2 separate regions of the Drosophila melanogaster genome follow, and region 2 is linked to region 1. A link is a contact called in public targeted proximity ligation data. All regions are on one chromosome and are shown on one strand. The core of a region is the stretch at or near the end of the contact, and the rest is flanking DNA. Distances in the headings are between cores, read along the strand shown. Region 1 holds the start of CG10175. Region 2 holds the start of CG10184.

Evidence for each region.
Region 2: a targeted proximity ligation map of the Kc167 cell line shows a contact between it and region 1, with 3 times the contacts expected there. A contact is called at or near these places in 23 of 107 Hi-C or Micro-C datasets (the Clone 8 cell line, the D17-c3 cell line, the Kc167 cell line and 9 more) and 2 of 7 datasets of targeted methods (both in the Kc167 cell line).

The regions. Positions count from the first base shown.
Region 1 is chr3R:23,527,644-23,533,529 of dm6, forward strand. It overlaps CG10175, which reads right to left and starts at 3,343. Exons shown (of 8, transcript NM_001300557.1): 1 at 3,299-3,343; 2 at 1,033-1,203. The coding sequence starts at 1,185. It overlaps Ugt303B3 (UDP-glycosyltransferase family 303 member B3), which reads right to left. Exons shown (of 2, transcript NM_142895.3): 2 at 5,302-5,886. The coding sequence ends at 5,402.
Region 2 is chr3R:23,602,285-23,607,657 of dm6, forward strand. It overlaps CG10184, which reads right to left and starts at 3,211. Exons shown (of 6, transcript NM_142904.4): 1 at 3,129-3,211; 2 at 2,530-2,743; 3 at 1,544-1,618; 4 at 1,070-1,478; 5 at 693-829; 6 at 223-634. The coding sequence starts at 2,740. The coding sequence ends at 315. CG31145 reads right to left here. Exons shown (of 17, transcript NM_001369999.1): 16 at 5,241-5,373; 17 at 3,467-4,765. The coding sequence ends at 4,561.

The DNA of each region.
Region 1 (5,886 bases), core at 2,093-4,592:
TATACTTATCCTCTTTTAATGGGTATCCCCTGATCGAATATACTTTAGCATTCAATTTTGCCATCTTGTTAGAGCTGCACTTGTTACTGTCTGTCCGTCGGCTGTTCGGTGTTTTAAATACATTTTTTGGTTTGTTTTGTTTAGTTTTTAGTGCTTGTAATCATTGTTTTTATGGCCGGGTTATGTAAGGCACGCAATGGCCTAGTGTATGTACATTTCAAGCTTTGTTCGTTCGTGTATTCTTTTTCAGTTGGACCGGCTTGTCGTTGATGTTGGGCTTTTATCAGTCAATGTTATCCGACCGGCAAACGGAAATGTATCTCTAGTTTAATTGCCTAATTAATCAGCTATGGCCTTAATAATTTTTATTTAATATATATGTTTATAGTTAATCTTTCAGTGCTCACATTTCTGCTATAAAAAGGGCATTGTGCTGCAGTAAAGTTCAGTAAGTTATTTGCTTGCCAGGTTTCTGCATTCCAAATGTCATGCGCTGCATGGCTAATGAATTAAATGCATTGCCGGAGAGATTCGTTTTCAGTTGGGCTGCTCAGAAGGCCAATTGTTATTCGAAGCCCCCGCTCAACCTCACCTGCCCCTGACCACTTGTTTTGGGCCACTGGCTGCCTAATTAGCAGGTGCCAAAAAGTATTTTTCACGCGCTTCACTTCACCCCATAAAACAATAGAACCGCGAGGTATTTGCAATTTGCCAGGCTTATTTGCTGTTTGGTGAGCAATAAACTCCATTAACAGGCACATGTAAATGCAGTGACCGGCAGCCACACAATTTGGCTAAAACACTTGGCCATAAAGCGACGTCTTCTTGGGTGTTGAATTACTTTTGGGGCGGCAACAAATTTGCGACACGATGTCAAAGTCACACAACTGGTCGAGTCAGCCGAAATGGCCAGAACTGGCACGCTTTGTAAAGATTCTTTTGTCTCTGCTTAATTTATACAAGTTGTTCTCAGATCGCACAACTATTTATGTATGCATGTATGTGGTTAGGAATACGGGTTCTTGAACTCACCTTAAGCTGGTTGGATATCTTCCCAGCACGTGCTATTGCCGTGCCAAATGTGGACGGAGCTATGGCAATCGAGGAGCTGACATCACAGAGGAGTATCACACCCAATCCAAGGAACAGAAGGCTCAGCAGTGGTCGAAGTCCAGTGGTTGTCATTGTGCGTTTGCTTGTTGTCTGGGTAAACAAATTGGAATAATGCATTAGGCGATGGCCCGTGTTATGGCCAAATGTGTTTGCCAAACGTCAATGTCCAAGCCGAAAACGAACCGAACCGAATATCGAATCGAAGTGCGCAACGCTTCTGAGCCAACTTCTTGGTCAGGGCCAAGACAAAGACGCGAATGTCAACAGCTTGCTCGGCTTTGCTTGGCTTTTAGACGCTCTTGCGCTTGACTCCACTCAACTTGGCTCAAAGCCACTAACTTGGCTCAGTTTTCAGTTTTTCCACCGCCAGTCAGTGGTGGTCTCAATTTAAATTGCTTGCGATTATTTTCGAATTTGTTCGCAGTGCTTGTCTTGGGCTAATACAGACATTATTCAATTTTGTTTTGCTGCTGCTGTTTTTATTGCCGTGTTATTTTTTTCCTTACGAGAGGTCACCAAATATTTTGCATGCTCACAGGGCGTATGATGAATTAGGAATTCATATAGCTATATGTTTATTCCACATTATGGCATACACGCATATAAATTTATTTAAAATATTTTTTACATAAAAACACAGACCCAATGACAATGGACTAATTGAATGGCAAGACCGGAAATCAGGGCGAGAAGGTCTCAAAGAAGCTAACGAACTTCGTTCGTGGTATCCATAAATCTGTTAATCAACCAGATATGGAAACCTTTTGGCCTAGCTAGTAGGGGTGTTAATTATAGTTCCGCTTCCTTAACAGTTTCGTTAAACTGGGCCATAACACATATATGTATATACCGATATTGCCAATAAACACGCCCCCAGCAAACCAGTAACCCAGAGCCACTTCCTCCTTTTACAAAAGACACGACATTGCCGCTCTCCCCTCTCCAACCCCCTTGACTCACTAAGCCATTTGAAGTTGCCACAATGCCATGGCAACACTTGCACTTTCCTTGAAAGTTGTCCGACCAGCTGGAGATGCAGAGTAGCCAAAAGAGAGGGGGTTGTCGATCAGCTGTGCGCTTTTCTCTAGGCCATAAATCCAGCTTATTAAAACTATGCCTTATGATTACAAGAAACATATGCAAATTGGACTTGGAATTTGCGCAATGCTGCAATAGGCAACGATTGAGCTAAAGCCAACTGTTCCAATAGCAGAATGTGGCTATTTTGTAATGACCAGGCCAATTGAAGAGCTGGCAGCCGAAGTAAGAGAGAGTCAGAGAGGGCCAACACAAATTGCCAGCTAAACGGGTCGGAAAATCGCAGTGACAGCAGCTGATCGGGAGCTGCAAATGCAAGTGGGATCGGGATTCAGGCCCAGATGGAGGTGGCGGTGGTGATGCAGACTTGGCCTGGAGCCGGCCAGACGGGCTTGCGACGCCTTACGTAAGCGACGAGCAAAACAAAAAAGGTAAATATTGACTGAGAAAATAACACGAAAAAATTAAGCCAAGCCAATGACTGAAAGAAATGAAGAGATAAAGCGAGCCAAAAGCGAGAGAGATAGAGAGGAGAAAGAGAGAGGTGTGAGAAAGCGAGAGTTTGGCCAAAAAGATGATGGCCCAGTGGCTTTTGGCGTGCGCCGCTTAACAGTAAATTTCGCTTGACCCATTATATAAAATGGTAGCCGGGGCCAAGCAGCAAAAACGGAACTAATTTAAAACTATTTTCAAATTCGCCAGGCCCATGCCCGTTCGAATGGCATCTGCTTATGCTGACACATCTACTCGGGTCTGGAGTTTCATTAACAAAAGCTGGCTCGCAAATATTTCACCAGCAAACAGACAAATATTTGACACACATATTTTTCTTGAACCCTGCTCAATGACTCAACAAGACGGCAACTGCAGTACGCTATTTGCAACAGATTTGTGGGGTAAATGTGTCAACCTAATAGGTGTCAATCAGCATTAGATTTGATTATTTCTCGGAATTACTCTGACCATCATTTTTGAGCACTAAAACACTTTTTATGCACCATGTAATTGGCTTCGTGTGTTGGGCAAGTTCAAGTTTGTGGCCCGAGTCTTTGGCCCGCCACATCGATTGCGCTCTGGTCAACTCAATTCGATTCGATTCGTTTCGACTTCATTCGATTTCGGCTTCAATATCGTACTCTTCGCGTACCGGAATGTTTCGTGCTCCACGTTCGACTGTCGCCGACAAACTGAAGCTGCGACTGTGCAGCGGTGCGCTTAAGCGTCAAATTGCTGCGGCTTATACCTTAACCAGCTGCGGCATGCAAAACATGCCGAGCAGTCTGGATGATCGGTAAAAATGGTTATACGACATGAGCTGAATTCGTAGTTGGTAATGTAACTTTAAGTGTTCAAATTCTGGAATCACCGTAGTCGTAAGACCGCATTTAGCAAACTAAAGTACTTTCTGGGGACTGTAACGCTTTTCCTAGAATGTGAAAAGTTAAATGAATTTAACTATATATAACTCAACTCACACAGCTTATCAGTGATTTTTGTAAATTTTATTTGTTATTTTATTTGTTTATTTGTTCAAGACTCTGCTAATTTACAATAATAACTGCAATGAGCAACAAAACACCTTTGTTACTTTAAAACACTATTCCCTAAATGATTAATTGCTTTCTAGAAACTAATTAATAGTTAAGACCTCTTATAAAACTAATGACTGAAAGGGTATTCCCTCGGCTAGCAGCATATACATATAAAATTTCAGACGATGGACACCAGATTAACAGTTTGTTTGAATAGCTGTGCTTCTGCGGTCTTAAATTATGGCCGTACTCATTTCGGGTCCGCTGTCACGCCGGCTCACGCATAATTATGCAAAATTATATATCAAATTCAATTTTGGCAATTGGTGGCCTGCCCATAGTAAGCTTATTCTAGTGTCAGCCCGTCCCCCTTTTTTGGCATTGTGCAGAGGCAGATATCTAAAATGCGGCTAACTTCAGTTTGTAGCCACAACAGCGGGCACGTGAAATTGGACTCGTTTATTGCCACCGCGGAAAAGCAGTTGACACTGGGGTTAGAGATGGCCAGTCTCGTTTACCGTTTGAGATCAAGGATGCAACTAATAATCTGTGGCACAATAAGCCAAGGCAGTGCGATCTCGGTGTGGAAAATAAGCTGGCCAATGGCAATGGAATGACAACTGTAAAGGCGACTAAAGTTAACGTTAACAATTAATGGCAAACGCCGGATGGAAATGAACTTTTCACGAAGCCCGTGTAATTAACTAAGCGATTGCCCAACTCGATCGTCAAGGCATTCAGTTGCTATATTAGCGGAACAATTAAACGGGGGAATCTTCCACTGATTAATCGTTCTCGGAGGAGGTTGGTTGGTGACCTCGTTGCCGTTTGTTCTCACTCCGATGCTTTGCAGCCAGGTTTAATATTTAGCCAAGCGCAGATCGTAAACAAAAGAATGCCGCCGCACTGTGCAAATAAACCCCGAAATGGAAAATTAAAAACACACTGAATACAACCACAATAATATACGATTCTGTTCATGAATTCATATTTTGTGCATTCTGTCAGCGGTTTGAATGTCTGTTGTTCTGGCCTTAAACTATGCCACCATTTGTCGTTATTGTTTGGCCCAAATATTTGGCAATGCCTCAGTTACCATGACTTACGAAAATTACAGCAGAAATATCTTGAGTAGAGTTTACTACTGTTGAAGCCAGATCGGGAAGTCTGGCCTATAGGATGGGAAGATTTACAGTTAGCGATGCTGGTGAAAGGCGGAACCTGCGGTGGATTCTCTGAGGATGCTCAATATCAAGGACAACTACAGGTTTTTTTTTACTACTGACGTCAATAAGTTCGTCTCAAAATACGTCATTACAGGTGTAGAATCTCAAGAAACCAGTTAAGATGGGAAACATATGTTTTTTAGAATAGGAATTTAATTAAGTATAATTAATACTAAGGTAGCGGTTTCAATTCATTAAATTTTTTCAATAAGATAAAAAACATTTTTAAAGTAATAACTTTAAAATTGTAAAACAACTGTAATTAAAAAAAGAAGAGAAAATCGGTTAACGACATGTTGGATATAATTCAAATTAGCGCACACCATTTGTACATGCCAACTGAACTTATGCTACAAGTCGATGTTAACTAGTAATTTTGCAAGCACACTTTTGAGATCGACTTATATATTAACAGGTAGCTAGTTAACAGAGCTATTGCAGCAGTAACTGTAAAATAATAAAAATAATACGTGTTAACACAATAAACATAACTTATTGTGTTTGCGATCTTCGATCAAGCAAGCTAGGATGTTGAGAAACAGTTCCTGTCACTTGAAATGGCCTTCGCCTCGCACTAGTTTTTTGAAATAACTTGTAGACCAAGTAGATCACAGACCCAAAGACAATACCAAAGCGGAGACCTAAAAGGAGCCCCCAATCCCATTCGTAGTAAAGAGGAACATCCTCCGTGTTAAGGCGCATATGTGAGGCGTCCTTATTCCGCAGGGCGTATTCCGTCCACCAAACTGCTGTGTCCAAAGGACTCATGGGTCGATCCCTGAAGGATTGCGACATTTTCTTGGCTTTCAGAGCATATCTTGGGTTCTCCAGCAGCTTCCGAATAGTTGAGGTCAGAATTTCTAAGGTCATCTCATTGGCGTCCAAGACCTCGGCCATGCCACGCAGATTAACATTTCGCAGATTAATAAACTGATCGAAGAACACAGGCAATCCCAAGATCGGCACTCCACTGTAAA
Region 2 (5,373 bases), core at 1,961-4,460, 75 kb after region 1:
AAAATAATTTTATTATTTCATTCAGCCGGGCACTCATGCAGACACACAAGGGAAAACTTCTGGGGAAATGGAGCAGGAGTCGGCGGAGCAGCAGCCCAATGGGCGGTGGGATTGGAGCCCGGCCGGATGTCCATCAGCTTCGACGGAACGATGCCCGGTCATGCGTGAATGTAAACGCAGCTCGGACCCACTCAAGGGGCAATAATACAAATTTGAGATCTTCTTTTGCTCCCTCTATGTCTTTAATTAAACGACAAAATGCAAAATCTAATTGTGTTTGTCTTTCCAGTAATATTCAAAAGAATTACAAATGTCTAGGTCCTGGGAAATTGCTTGTCGTACTGGCCGATGACGTACTTCAGCTTCCTGATGGCCAGGTCCACTTGCTCATCGTCCACCTGATGGTAGAGCACAAGTCTCGCAAATGCCCAATCCCGGGCACTAGCCTTCACCACGATTCCGGCTCCGTTTTTGTCCTTCACTCCGGCTTCCACTTCACCAGCATCAACGATGCTCAACCGGGTGGAGAACTCACTGGCCGTCAGTTTGGGTTGGGTTATCTCTACCAGAAGGATATTGCTCTGGACAGACGACACGTGTACGGTAATGTTGGGACTTTTCAGTTCATATATAGCTGAAAAGGAAATAGATATTTATAGGTGTGCAATTATGTTAGACGTCATGACACCAACCGTTGGCAATTTTATTGGTCCGCTCGTGATCTTTGCTCAGAAGTGGTACCACTTCATCCAAAGCTACCAGTCCAGCTGCTGCTAACACTCCCACCTGCCGCATTCCGCCTCCCAAAGCTTTGCGCAGTCGATGGGCTCTATACGCAGAAAGGTATTTGTTATTGGCTAACATCAAATATAAAATTATATTATATGTAAGTAGTGTCAAATAATTCCATTACTAAGATACAGTTACCAATAACTAAAAATGGACTGCAGCTAAGCACCAATTTCCGTAATTATATCGAAGTATTGGAGTCACCGGAACCCGGAAAAGCAAATATTAGCCGGCAAGCAGCGTATTAGACACTCATGCCGTCATGCCGGGTTAAACTCACTCCGAAATGAAGGCCTTGGAGCCGACTAACACGGATCCCACGGGAGCCGATAAGCCCTTGCTGAGGCAGATAGATACCGAATCGAAATCGCGGCAGATGCGCTCCACTCCCACGCCCAAGGCGGTGGCCGCATTAAAGACCCTCGCTCCGTCCATGTGTAGAGCGATACGGGCGTTCCCAGTGCCCACGCCCGGCTGTCGGACCAGAGCAGCTAGCTCATCCAAGAAGGCCAGAGGCACCACTTTGCCACCGCAGATATTGTGGGTCTGCTCCACCACCACCAGCGAGGTGATGGGCTCGTGGCAGTCTTCGTGGCGTATCCTGCGGCGCAGATCCTGCAGACTAAAGGTGCCATCCTGCTCGTTCTTCAGAGTGGCTAATTGGACTCCGGCCAAATGCGAGGCGCCACCTAAACGTGATTAATGAAAACGCTCTGGAGTCGTTGAGTCCTGGCGGAGTGTTTGCTCTTCTCACCTTGTTCGTACAGAAAGATGTGCGATAAATCGCCGACCAGGGCCTCCGTGCCACGACGATGGCAGTGAACCATAACTGGGGAGATTATCAAGGGAAACATTGGAGTATTCGCTTGGCTCGGGATAATCAAGGATTCAGCCACAGGCTTTTCGGTTTAGCTCTGAACTCATCTTTAATACAACTACTACAGCCTTACTAATTGTTACTGATATCAATAGCACTTCTTACTTTACAAAATTTAGCTAATGATTCTTATCGTTTAAAAATTTGCATTACTCCTGTAAAGATTTAATACCTAGTAATTTAATAGATATTTAACTAGCTTTAAGTGTGCATAATCTTTCTAAGATAAGGTTTATTATGATTTGATAATGAACATAGTAAACTGAAATGCCTTTTCCCTTATTTTCGAGTTCTTAAATGAAATATCTTAATTAAGACCAGGAAGTACTCATATAAATATCACTCTTTTATTGCTGCATACCAAATGAGCAACCCTCTTGAAAAATTATCACAATCACAAGTATGAGTGCAGCAGTTTTCTTTTGAATAAAATGCAAACTTCAAATTCCATTAGAAATATTAATTTGAGCGAAAGCATAAATTACTCCAGATTGCGATGCCCAAAGCGGTAGCTCCTTGCAACTTCGTCCTTTATCCTTCAGTTTTTCTTTTCCCTTGCTCGACCTCGACTGTGTGGCACACGTCCACGTCTAATATTAAAGTCTATAAAAATTAATGTTATGTTTATGGCTGCCCTTAGCCTTTACGATAATGTACCTGATGCATGATATGAGCACTGCTTTCTTGTTTCTTTCACCTTTTCGCTCGGCCCACGCCCACGCAACCAGCCACCTTTTGTGTAATCTGAGACTGGCCTCGCTTTAAACTAATAAACATAAGCGATTCCCCACTACGGAAACCCACTAAAGCAGAGACGGAAAATGAGCCGGGCTTATTTACGACTCCTGGCAGTTGCCACTCACTTGCCAGTAGATTTCCCATGGTGCCGCTGGGCACAAAGAGGCCCGCCTCCTTGCCGAAAATGGCCGCTGTTCGCGCCTCCAGTTCGTTGACGGTGGGATCCTCGCCATAAACGTCATCCCCGACCACGGCGGTGGCCATCCGGGCCCGCATCTTGTCCGTCGGCTGGCTGACGGTGTCCGAGCGCAGGTCAACAACGGAATGGGTGGTCATTTTCTGCAAGTTGATTAGCTGGGATATTTGCATAAGGTGGGCTATGTTGATTTTCCATCTTTATGGCCAGCAGCAAATCCCCCATGGAATCGCGAACTCATTCATTTACATTGAGACACGTCAGTTGTACTGCCTTAAATAATTGATATGGGCAATGGGGCGATAGGCGGTTGGGGGCCCAACACCAAATGAAAACAATCACTTCTGGACATTCGAATGGAATTGGAATATGGTGTGTTGAGCGATTGCATAATCATTATTTTACTTTTAACACTTGATCTCCCGGCTGAACTCGTTCAACCTTTATTCAACTTTAATAGACATAATTCAATTTGTCAAAAAAAAAAAAAAAACACGTAAGTAAACAAAAAAACATCACAGAACTCACTTGGAAACCTAATTGATAAAAAAACTAAGCGAAAAAAATCACACAACGTGCTCCGTTCAGAGCTAGCGAAAAACTGACCCCAACAGCTGCTAAATGGCCTTCTTTATAAGGCAACCTCCGCAATGATAATACTGTTCCCAATTGAGCAGCGATCGATCTTCTTCTTTTTTTTAGTATAAGAGATATCTAAATTCTCTTTTAATATTTTTTTCTCTTTTTATACAAATTTTCGAAGAGCCGAACGCCATGCTCTTTAAGCCCTGCCCACACTAAGATTCTATTTCAGGAACGGAATGTGATCTGTAATAGCACTCTATTAAAACACACAAGATTTCTTTGGTACTTTTTTATTAATTACATCAGAAATTTTCACTAAAATTTTACTATGTCTAACACATTTTTGTTGTTCTTTTCTCATAGTTTTCACACTCAATTCACCTGTCACTTTTTCTTTTCTTGGCCAATCAATGATCTCTATCTCAACCACTCAAGGTACAATTGAAAAACGTTACAATAATAAAAACAAATTTAACTTAGCTATGTACTCAATAATAGTATGAATTAGTTTGTTAACAGTAGTTGTTTCACGTTTTGTTTTGCTTCCGACATGATGAAGTACATGATTCTCGCTGGAACTGATTGGACTAACTAATAAGACGATCCTTGAATCGGATAAAGCTACGCCTGATATCGATCATAATGTTAGGTCAACTTACGAACTAAACTTGCAACAACTTTTCTTGAGAATGGGCGTGGGAAGTAGGGGCATCATTGCATACGAGAAAAGTGTATGCAAAAGTGTATATGTAAAAGTCATAAAATGTATGCAAAAATTATAAATAAATATTTAGAAAATAGTTTCAATTTTTTGTAGTTATCCTTTCAGTTTTAGTTCTTGTTGTTTATGTTTTATAGTCTTTTGAACAAGTTTCCTTCTGGCGCACGCTGGCAAAATGTCAAGATTTGCCCTATATTTTAGTTTATACTTTCACATTCAAGTTGTTTGCACATTGCGTCTTCGTTTACTTTTGGCACCCACTGTAAGCGTACGATAGTGCTCGGTTTGATTTGGGCGTGTGCGATTGGGTGGGAGGTACTCAAATTTCATTGCCAATCAAAGCATTTTCCAGCAGCGCGACAAACAATCTAGGTGAAAGTATAAACTTGGAGTGAATTCATTTCCGCCCTCGGCTCTTGGCCTTCTTTTCGGTTTCTTTTCTAATTTCCGTTTTTTGGTATGTGCAGATGGAGCGACAGGGATTCCTTCACTTAGGACGTTGATCTTTTTCAAAGACCGATTGCCACCAACATTAACGCTAATTGTTTTTTTTTTTTTTTTGTTTCAGTTTCAACACACAGGACACGCGACTAACAGCTAGGGGATTTAATCTAATGCTCTAGGATGTTGTGTGGGCTCACTCCGGTCGCCTCCTTATCGCTACGAGGAGACGTCCGTCTCGGATCCGTCCACGTCGCCCGGCGGATTGCGCTTTATGCAGTCGCGTATGCTTTGCAGGATGATGCCGGTCCGGCGGTCCAGCGCCTCCAGGTGCGGCTGCCAGAGCACCGGACTGACGGGATCCTGGCTCAGGGATTCGCTCATCAGCTGGGACAGCGGCTTGGGACCATTGTGGAAGCTATCAGATAAATAAAATAGTTCATTTAAATATTGCTTTTAATCAGCGTTATAAGCTTAACACCTCACTTTTGTGTTTCAACTTTTGGAAACATTACATAATTGATTGAAATGCAATTACAGATAAATTAAGCTTATGAAGCACTTGGTATTTAATCGTTTTCAATGGCTAAATTTAATTAAAGCAAATCAATCCCGAAATATAATTGGTGATAGGATAAGTACATTGGTTTCTGTTGGCCTAAATTGTATTAAATAGCGTACAAATTTCAGACGCAACTATTTAAGCCGTACTGTTAAGTAGTTTACTTTAAATAAGAGTAGCACTTGTTTTACTAGAAGCAACCGCTTAAAGCGTAATTAAGCTACCAAAAGTTTTCAATTGAATATTATGCATATTAAGTAGTGCAATTCAATGCGAGCAGCATGAACTATGCTGTTGCATGCAATATATATATATATACATATATACTCACTCTAGCAGCTTGACGAGCGTCGACTTGCGTATCAGGCAGCACTGCAGCACCGGCGCCAGGATGGAGAGCTCGTCGTGGAAGGGCCGCCCGAAACCACGGCCGTGGTCCAAATGCAGGGGGAAAGTCTCGTTGC